2 separate regions of the Zea mays genome follow, and region 1 is linked to region 2. A link is a contact called in public Hi-C data. All regions are on one chromosome and are shown on one strand. The core of a region is the stretch at or near the end of the contact, and the rest is flanking DNA. Distances in the headings are between cores, read along the strand shown.

Evidence for each region. Hi-C and Micro-C count contacts between places; a contact is called where the count stands out from the background.
Region 1: a contact with region 2 is called in a Hi-C map of tassel, with 5 times the contacts expected there. The contact joins the promoter of LOC100283502 here to the promoter of LOC541640 in region 2. A contact is called at or near these places in 5 of 25 Hi-C or Micro-C datasets (ear, leaf and tassel).

What each region holds. Positions count from the first base shown.
Region 1 is chr6:48,305,569-48,311,420 of Zm-B73-REFERENCE-NAM-5.0, forward strand. LOC100283502 (nodulin-like protein) reads left to right here and starts at 3,358. Exons shown (of 5, transcript NM_001375357.1): 1 at 3,358-3,660; 2 at 3,822-3,884; 3 at 4,025-4,141; 4 at 4,232-4,652; 5 at 4,776-5,314. The coding sequence starts at 3,482. The coding sequence ends at 5,129.
Region 2 is chr6:47,952,926-47,958,255 of Zm-B73-REFERENCE-NAM-5.0, forward strand. LOC541640 (legumin 1) reads left to right here and starts at 2,266. Exons shown (of 3, transcript NM_001111395.3): 1 at 2,266-2,690; 2 at 2,785-3,041; 3 at 3,131-4,065. The coding sequence starts at 2,342. The coding sequence ends at 3,976. LOC100216676 (WREBP-2 protein) reads right to left here. Exons shown (of 6, transcript NM_001143084.1): 6 at 4,255-5,017. The coding sequence ends at 4,487.

The sequences.
Region 1 (5,852 bases), core at 2,108-4,607, 350 kb after region 2:
ACCTATCAATTAAAACCATCATAACAAAAAAAAAGAAAAAATAGGGAATCCAATTGACAAGTCATGTCATTAGTGAGCAGGGTGTTTACATGCAATATCTGTCAATTAAAACCATCATAACAAAGAAATAAATGAAAAAAAGACAGGGAATCCAATTGACGAGTCATGTGTCATGTCATTTGCGAAGATATGCATGCATGGACCAAATAAAGATGTCTATGGCCGGAGAGATGATAAAAGAAAGAACTGATAGACGGCCGAAGCGATGGATCGAATATAAATGTCTGAATGCGTGCCTAGTAGCAATGATCTGAAAAGATAGAATGCATCAGTTCATGTTGGTGCGCTCTGTCGCCTAGCCCCTGACGATGCTAGCCTATATACATTATTATATTGTTGCCTAAGATAGATCGTGCTTTTCTCATGGAACTAATTCTCAAGCATATAATAATGTACATTTTCATACTAACAAAAGGTCACAGGCAGAGGATGCTTCTTCCTCCAACAAACAAAGGCCTAGAGAAACTCTTTATTATTGCATTGTCTTGTCATGATTTACACATGCACATATATAAATAAATTAAATGTAAAGATCTCCTACGTGGGGGCACAGAAACAAGATATCATGGACCATCCTCCTCACATAAGAAAAGGGATGTCATGAATCAGCTAGAGAAAAAGAATATCTTCTCGTCAGCAAGCAGGGGGGCCCTTGTAGGATGATTCGTTTGCCGCTTCTATATTATAAATATGAATATATGATTCATTGTGGCGCATCGTATGCAGACGGTGCACTAATGTCGTCATTCACATGACCACTGTGGTGGGGCACTAACAAATAATATAGAGCTGGCCTGGACTTATGCTGGCCCATTGAATAGCTTTTTTGTTGGTTCAAAATCTGTGTTATTAGTTAAAACTATAGGGATGACAGTAACACCCATGGATGTGGGCGGTGCCCATGGGTTTTACACCTATTGGGTGTAGGTTTAGGTGTCAAATTTCAACCATGGGTCTACACCCGATCGATCGATTGGCAAAATGATGGGTTAGGGCTAGGTGTGAATTTACACCGATGAGTGTCCAATGAACTTTAGAAGACTAACTTTGAGTCCTTATTTACCTATAATTTTGATCCAACCTAATAAAACTCTAGGTCATCTACTCATCTTCACTTCTTTAACAGGTCAATTGATATTGCATTATATATTATATGCTTCTAAATAATTATATGTGGTGTGATTTTAAAGAATTATATGTGTTTCTCTTGCTTTTTGTAGTGCTTTTGTTTAATTATTTACAATTGTTGTCACCCAACGAGTGTCCAACACCCAGCGAGTACCCAACGGGTGTGGGTGTAAAAAACCATCTATTAGGTATTATGAGTGCGGGTGTGGCTTAACCAACATAGAAAAGACATAATATATGTATAGGATGTAATCATCGGGTGCATGACCACTTTCAGATGATTTTCATGAAACTATGAGCATGGCAAGTACATGCTACCCTTGAGCTAGCTCGTAAAGGAGCCACACAAAGTAAGGAGGTTCCATCGATGGTACATGGAAGCGGCAAAAGCGGACCTACACTCCTTCATTGTAAAAGTTTTGGTGGACTCATTCAAGATGGACAATGATTGCCAAATCCTTGTAGATTTCCATGACATGCATAGGATGCTGCACGTAAGGACCTCGACCTTGTTCAAGTCACTTTGCCATGTAAGTTAATTATGAGTATCACTCAATTGTATCATTATAGGTACTTTAGGAAACAAGGTATGTCCAAAATGAGGTGGTATATCATGAGTTTATCCCAAATTTGGTAGAATGGTCACATTTCTCATGTTAGTACTAATTAACTAACTATGAGGAATAAGGTGGTGATGGATCAATCATTCTATTCCACAAACCAAACAAAAAAAGAAGTAAGAAGACGATGGACTACCTTATTTCTCAAACCAAACACCTTAATATATAGCTACTTGAATCACCCTTTTATACTTTAAGATTTAGAACTTGTATTGTTTAAATGTTGCGACTCGGGCACCATGGGCACTAGACTACATTTCTAATCTATCCTCAGTGTGGACATGTCATTATATTGAAATCTTTGGATACTCCAAAAGAAATCCAAAAGAAAGGTACGATAACTTCCATACAGCTCTTACAAGATGCACCTCGAGGATCTTGATCTCTTGATTTAAGACTAAAAAGAAGTACGACATCACAATAACTATCAGACACGTCTTCTCCGATATGTATGAAAAGTCGTATGTGGTATTATAATATATATATGCTCTCTATATATTTTAATTGATTGTGTATTATATATCATGCAGTGCCCCAAACAATCATCAGGGATAATATCATATAGGTACTACACTTGTGAGGACAAATTTAGCATTAGCTAAAAACAGCTAAAGGCTTATTCGTTTCACCCTTAACTCATATGGATTGTGTGGTATTGAGTCGGTTTAAATCCATAGCAAGTCAAAATCCAGTTCAATCTGTTTCAATACACTCAATTCATATGAAATTGGAATAATCGAACTAGACCTAAAGAGTGCACAAGACTAGTGGAAAATGGAACGAGCCAACCGTTGCAGACAAATATATATGGATCAAATAGCGGACTATAAAATATTACAAACCAAATACGCATATGACATGTGCAACTTCTTCGTGTTAACATAAATTAAGGAGATTTTTGGGCTCGGTTATAGGAGGAACACTCAAAGACCATCTAGCTAGTTCATCGCCAGCTATTACTTACTATATCAAAGTCAAGGTTGATGGGATTCTTAATTTGCCTTTCATTTATGGTATTGGCTATGTTAATTAAACTCGGTGTGTAAACTTTACAATAATAATTTTGGGCCCATGTCTTTTTTCTGCAAACTTCAAAAAAAATCCGTGTCAGAGAGACAGACAGATGGTAGATCTAGGAAGAAAGTAGAGTGGCTTATCGAAAAAGGTAAAGAAAGTGTAACAATAATGGGCAAGCAAAGCGCATTACCATACTCATCCCTCTTTGCACTAACAAATCCACGAGCTAGCTAATAACCGGATTATTCACATGTTTCTTAAGTGCAGCAGATATACCCAAAGTGCTAAGGCAAACGACCACATCAACTCTTTCCGAAGACACGAGGAGCTTGGATGGAGAGAGCTAGGAAGATGACTCTTGCCCAAACACACCAGAAAAAATTGTGATTCAGAGGAGGCCAACATGAAAAAAAAAGCTACACACACATACACACACACACTAGTCTAGCTAACTTTGGAACATCCAACCAGAGGAGGAGATCATGCAGCATCTTCATCTTTATATAAGGCTGCCCCCCTCCTCTCCTTTGCTATTCAGTGTAGCCAGCAGGTAGCTGCATCAGCTAGCTAGCTAGATAGACACTTAGACAGGCATAAAACCATCTCGGGCACTCGTTCCCTGCACAAGTGTAGGAGAGAGCTGAGGCCTGCTGGCCATGGACACCACCAGCAAGAAAGCCTACGGGGTTGCCGTCGTCATACAGCTCATCTACACCGGCATGTACGTCGTCTCCAAGGCGGCATTCGACCATGGCATGAGCACCTACGTGTTCATCTTCTACCGCCAGGCGGCCGCCACTGCGCTGTTGCTCCCCATAGCCATTGTGCTTGAAAGGTATAACAGCTCAACAGCCGACTCAACTTGACTAAGGATAAGCAGCAGCAGTCTACTCTGCATAATTAAAACTGCAAATTGCTTTTTTCCCCATGTGATGAATATATAATAGCTTGGTGAAATTGCTGATATCGATATATCTGTGATTGATTCGATCGCAGGAAGAATGCACCACCCATGTCATTCAGGCTGTTTTTGAAGCTGTTCTTCTATGCATTGCTTGGGTATGTAACTGACATTACATCCATCCAATCAGTGGTATCAGCAGCTTCCTGTTACTGAATACAACTACTGATGGTTAACACCATATTGTATACATATATGACATGTATGTATGTGGTGTCTCCTTTTGAACTTTTTGTAGCAACACATTGAGCATGAATCTGTACAACATAAGCCTCAAGTACACCTCTGCAACAGTGGCATCGGCAACGAGCAACTCTGTCCCTGTGGTCACCTTCTTCCTGGCAGTCCTGTTAAGGTATATACATAAAGCAGAAAAAGGAACTCATCATTAGCTAGCACACCTATGTCACTATTATGTTCATTCACATATATATTATGCATGCAGGCTGGAAGTGGTTCGGCTGAGAAGCCCGTCAGGCATGGCGAAGGCGGCGGGCGTGGCGCTGTGCCTGGCCGGGGTCCTGACCATCGCGCTGTACACTGGGCCGTCGATGAGCCCGGTGAACCACCACCGCGCCTTCGCGGCGCACCAGCAGCACCCCCATCCCCATGCCGATGGCGGCGGCGGCGGCAAGGGGACGTGGATCAAGGGCACGTTCCTGATGCTGCTGTCCAACACGACGTGGTCCCTCTGGATCGTGCTGCAGGCGTCGCTGCTCAAGGAGTACCCCAACAAGCTGCTGTCCACGCTGGTGCAGTGCGCGCTCAGCACCGCCCAGTCCTTCCTCCTCGCCGTCGCCGTCGAGCGGGACCCCGCCGCCTGGAAGCTGCAGCTCGACGTCGGCCTCCTCGCCGTCGCCTACTCCGTGAGTAGCTAGCTAAGCACTAGCAGCAGCAGTCGTATTAGACAGATGAATCGAAAGCAACGTACGACGATGAATTAATGTACTAACAATATATGCGTGCGTGCATATATGTGTGGTATGCAGGGTCTGGTGGTGACGGGCGTGTCGTTCTACCTGCAGGCGTGGTGCATCGAGAAGCGCGGGCCCGTGTTCCTGGCCATGTCCAACCCGCTGGGCCTGCTGCTCACCATCTTCTGCTCCTCCTTCTTCCTCGGCGAGATCGTGCGCCTGGGCAGCCTCCTCGGCAGCGGCCTCCTCGTCGGAGGGCTCTACAGCGTCCTCTGGGGCAAGAGCAAGGACCACCTCCACCAGGAGCATCAAGACGACGAAGAGAAGCAGCAGCAGCAGCCGAGCGCAGCAGGCGGAGACAACCAGAAGCAGCTCAAGGAGCAGTTCGCAATGGAGCCATCATCGCCACTGCGCCATCAGTCCGGATGATGAGGAATGGTCTACGCGTGTATGTGTGTGAGTAGGTTCTACGTACGTGCCTATGTCTTAATGTCTATGTGGTGGGTCTGGGCGTATCCAACTCCGATGCACATGGATGGTCTCTTGTTCGCCCGATGACGATCGTCCTCTCCTCTCTTCTGGACATGCATATTGCTTTTCTAATTGGGCCAAAATTGTAGCAGCTAGCTAGCCCACTGGCCGAGCACATAGCCCATCTGGGACGTATCGATGCCGCGTCGCTTGTATGTGCCGGTACATTATCACAATAGTCAAAAATTAATATAAAACAAATCTACGTGGTAAAAAATCACTATAACATTAATATTATATTAAGGTTGATATAAACATTTAATATTATTATAAATACACCGACTCAACAGCACAATCACAAAACAATAATATGTGATACATTATTTAAGTTTGTAAGTTGTTAGTTAGTTGGACTTGTAATACACGGATTTAATTGATAATAACCACATGGTTATAAAAGAAATTTGTTGTATTGTGCCATAGAAACTATTTTGCTGCGTATTGTATATCATAATTAGGTTGATAATACCATACTAAAAGAAAACGTGTTTGGTATAGGGAATTATCAAAAATGAGTTAGGAGTACATAATAAGTTAGGAGAGTGCATCAGGCTAGCAGGGCACACGTTGAAATCAATCTCGAAGCTCATGACTCATAGTCATATCGCTCAGCGGCCACTC
Region 2 (5,330 bases), core at 1,016-3,515:
AACAAGTGAACAACCTTACACAACACCTAGAACTTGCTAAAATGGTTGCAACAACAAATTCTTCATATCTGTAGAAGATCATAAGAGTCATTACCACATATTACTACTACATATACTACCATATATGTCCATGCTTCAGAGGTCACACGGGCCATGGATCGACAGGATTGCGAGAGGCGGCTAGGCGGCTAGTGTTCAACTTTCGAGCATGATATGGCCCTTGGCCCCGGCGAGAGAACGAGACGTGAGCAACTGCTGGGAGATGGAACTCCAACTCGTTAGGCAAGTTTGTGTTCCTATCCTTTTTCTCTTCTCTCCTCCAAACATTACAGTATATATGGTCTCCTGCTAGGTCGATTATACAACCATTTGAATGTATACGCACACCACTACATGTATTATGTACAACACAGACCATTCTGGCGATTTTGACCCATGAATCGTCCCAACTCCTGTCTCTGTTTCTCCAGAACCGACTGCTGAATGCGTACCAATAAGGCTGCTCTATATCGACAGTTGCTGGCAAATGAGATTGAACACATGTCCCTGCAACTCCGGCTTCAGACCCTTTATGAAATGCGCCACAAACATTACAGTATATATGGTCTCCTGCTAGGTCGATTATACGACCAACTGAATGTATACGCACACCACTACATGTATTATGTACATATACTACCAGTATATGAGTACTGAATACTACTTCCTTTATTATATTCACTGTTACGCTTACGCACCCGACCCCAAGCTGCATCCCGGTCCTGGGGAGCTCACCTGCTGCGGCGGCGGCGTCTGCACGGCGGAGGGCTTAAAAGTGAGGAACAGCGGGCGGCGACACCAAGGTTAGCTTCTTTGCATCGCTGTATCGTGGATCGGAGGGCTGCCTAAGCCTGGGCGCAGGGCACGGGCCTATGCTCATATTCATATCGCTGTCGTATACTCGCAGGCTGAGTCGCTGATGGACTGAACGAGTGAGGCGGCATGCCTTTGCATGGGCGGGGCCGTCAGGGTTAAGGCCGGCCTCGGTTGCGTGTGTATAATTGTGCCAATTTCATGTTTTACGGGGTTTTTCTTTTTCTGTCGAGCTGATCTAGATCCAGCTCATACGTGCGGGCTGTGTCCGGCCTAACAGGCCAATATTTAAGATTCGGTCTAGGCCTGTCTTCGTTCGTGTTAGCCTGGTCTAAATTACTAAGTGTTAGGCTTTGCTTTGGCTACTGATTTTAGATCGTGGTTGTGCTTGTATTAACCCAAAAATAGGGCTAGATATCGAGTCAGGTCAACTTGGCCAAACTTAAACTGTCTCGGCTCGATATATTAAGGAACCGAATAAGAGAACCAACTCGTCTCATTTGTGAGTTCGAGCTCTCCCGAGCTAAAAAAACAATATACACATATATAAAATAGTATAACCAATTATTAGTTAATTCTAGACCTATTTAACACTAAAAAAGAGTAACAATACTCACACTTTCACATATCATGTCAATATAACACCAAATTAACAAATCACTTATTAATTCATCCAACACAAGTGCGAGATTTGTTTTTCTGACAAATGGTTGCTCATTCAAGCTAAAGAGCTGACTCGAACACAGCTCGAGCTGGCTTGTTAACAAATCTTGCTGAGATACTAGCTCAGCTCGTGACAAAATCAAAATGAGCTGAGCTGAATTGAGTCGAGCTAACCATGAACCGAGCGATCTCACGAGCCACGAGTATTTTGTCTAGTCCTACCAAAAAGACCGGTCCATTCTTCTAGTACTAGTCCGAACCCCGAAAACTTTATGATTTCCATAGCATTTGTCAAGGCTGCCTCATTAATCATTTTGTTGACGATCTAGAGTACTCTAGCGAAAACATGCAAGCAACCAAACCGTAGAGAAGTGTAGTAGGCAAGGCTGGTCGCTAATGCGTGCACCTGGACAGTCGTAATCGGACTGTGCGTGAACGAACTAAAAAGGCGCAACAAACTGTTGGAGTCGCTAGTCAGTACAAAACTGAAGCGGCCTTTGCCCTTTTGTGACTGTCAGCACAAGCAACAAGTCCAAACTGTTGAGCACACGATCCATCCAAGTCGACATCCTACTGCTGATCGATCGCGAGCTTGTCAGGTTCTTCCCATCCAACGTGCACAGCTCCTATCACGGCAAAGCAAAGCACCAGCAGCGTACGAGGACAAGGCCTGAATTTGTTCCCAGGTGCAACAAACACTTTTTGTTCTTTTTAGCTTTGCATCCTTCTCGTTCCACTTACTTAATGGCACACCATCAGCAATGCACACCACGGCAACAGCATTCACTGCCAAGAGAGTGAGCGAGCGAGCAGAGGCAGCGCAGCAATGGCGGCGGCAATAGTACTCTCCGGCCAGGTGCGGCCGCTTCCCTCGTCGCTGCCCCTGTCCCTGCTGCTGCTCCTCCTCCTGTGCTGCTCCGGCACCTCGTGGGGATGGAGCACGTCCCGGGGAGGAGCCGCCAGGGAGTGCGGCTTCGATGGCAAGCTGGAGGCCCTGGAGCCGCGCCACAAGGTGCAGTCTGAGGCCGGCTCCGTCCAGTACTTCAGCCGGTTCAACGAAGCCGACCGGGAGCTCACCTGCGCCGGCATCTTCGCCGTCCGCGTCGTCGTCGACGCCATGGGCCTCCTGCTCCCTCGATACTCCAACGTCCATTCGCTTGTCTACATCGTCCAAGGTTCTTGGCTAGATTCTAGTGCTGCAATGCATGTGGCTCAGCTCGACTACAGATTTTGGCGTATGAATCACGACTAATCCAGTGTATTATGTAGGGAGAGGGATCATTGGGTTCTCGTTTCCGGGATGCCAAGAGGAGACCCAGCAGCAGCAGTATGGATACGGATATGGATATGGACACCATCACCATCAGCATGACCACCACAAGATCCACCGATTCGAGCAGGGCGACGTGGTGGCCATGCCGGCCGGCGCCCAGCACTGGCTGTACAACGACGGCGACGCGCCGCTTGTGGCGGTCTACGTCTTCGACGAGAACAACAACATCAACCAGCTCGAGCCTTCCATGAGGGTACTGCTACTATGCTAGCAGCTAGCTACACCCTTACATTTCGATAAAACTCGACTAATGAATCTCTGTCGTCGTTGTGCGATTCGCAGAAATTCTTGCTGGCTGGGGGCTTCAGCAAGGGGCAGCCCCACTTCGCCGAGAACATCTTCAAAGGGATCGACGCCCGGTTCCTGAGCGAAGCCCTGGGCGTCAGCATGCACGTCGCCGAGAAGCTGCAGAGCCGGCGTGACCAGCGAGGCGAGATCGTCCGCGTGGAGCCGGAGCACGGCTTTCACCAGCTGAATCCGTCGCCGTCGTCGTCGTCGTTTTCGTTCCCATCGTCACAAGTCCAGTACCAAACGTGCCAGCGCGACGTCGACAGGCACAACGTCTGCGCCATGGAGGTGAGGCACAGCGTCGAACGGCTGGACCAGGCCGACGTCTACAGCCCTGGGGCTGGGAGGATCACACGCCTCACCAGCCACAAGTTCCCCGTCCTCAACCTCGTACAGATGAGCGCGGTGCGGGTAGACCTGTACCAGGACGCCATCATGTCGCCGTTCTGGAACTTCAACGCCCACAGCGCCATGTACGGCATCAGGGGCAGTGCAAGGGTCCAGGTCGCCAGCGACAACGGGACCACGGTGTTCGACGACGTGCTCCGTGCGGGGCAGCTGCTCATCGTACCCCAGGGCTACCTCGTCGCCACCAAGGCGCAGGGAGAAGGCTTCCAGTACATCGCCTTCGAGACGAACCCTGACACCATGGTCAGCCACGTCGCCGGGAAGAACTCCGTCCTGAGCGACTTGCCGGCCGCCGTCATCGCCAGCTCGTATGCCATCTCCATGGAGGAAGCTGCAGAGCTCAAGAACGGTAGGAAGCATGAGCTGGCTGTGCTTACTCCTGCTGGCAGTGGCAGCTACCAACAAGGTCAAGCTGGCAGCGCCCAACAGTAGGCACAACCTCAGAGTGATCTGCCTGAATAAGTACTCGTAGACTGTAATAATTAAACAAAGCTTGCTCATGGTTAAACTGCGTGTTGATTAGTCTTTCAACTACATAGCTCTAAAGTTTTTGATACACCGAGTGATTTGCCAGGAAAAAAATGAGCAGATTGTTGTAAGCAAAACATGTTTGTTATGGCTAAACTGCATGTCTACCTGGATTTGTATTTTTTTTCAACTACCTAGTTCATCTGATAAAAACAATTTAGTTGAGTAACATACTAACATTTCAAATGAAAATTTATTCCAAGGCAAACATATCCAAACTATCTAAAATACATGTGGCTCTGGAAGATAGGGGAGTGAAAGCATTTAGGAGCAGGTAACTGAGTACAATATATCCATGCACCATCTGAATGAACTACTACCTAAGGTTAAAGCTTGAACTTCCCCATGACTGCATTGAAACTAAAGGACAACAGATCACCCTCATATATCTACATATCCAAACCTAAATAAAGGTCAATCTTCATCTGGTGTTTCCTCATCGTCATCATTGTTGCCATATCTCCAGCCATCTTCAATGTTGTTGCCTCCATCTTCTTCCGTCTCTTCACTATCATCTTGGTACGTAGCTTTACCTGGCCACTGGTTCCTGACGCCAATGTCAGAAGGCATTGCTCTCGAAACCTTGGCATTGTAGGCTTTGGATGAGTGGACCTTGTGCCCATGATTCGTCTTGCTCCTTTTGGGGTTTGGTGCAATCTCGCCAACCTCGGCATAGTTATACTGGTAAGTGTGTTCGTTCGCAGCATGCTGCCCACCAGAAGCACCGACCTTACCGTTTTCCTCTTGACCGTGTTCAGGGTGCTGAGTTTTTAGATGAAGGTTCAATTTGTAACTGTGAATGTATGCTTTGTCACAACCTTCATAGGGGCAGACATATGGCCGATCAGCATAGCTTGTGGTTGCTGGAGTCGGAGGCTTTGGGGCGACACGCGGTTTTTCTGCTGGTGGCGCTGGCGCATGCTGCACTGCAATAGGAGTTCCAGTCTGCACCATGGCCCAATAGACAGAATAAATTACACAAGGGAAAAGTATAGAGTTTGTATTGACAAGTGTTTAAGTGTAATATATTTATAATTTAACGCTATGAAACTTTCTAAAGAATTATTATTTACTTTGTTTAGTTATAGTAAATTAATCTGACTAGTTATGCATTATAATTGAAGATAGTTAACTAATAAATGTAACTCTAATATACAGTTCATCAGTTAAACTTGCTGAAAATCGTAAATTTTTTAAAAGAGCCATGAGTCCATGAGTGTGTGCGAACTGTTTTTTAATAATAATGTGAATTTTATAT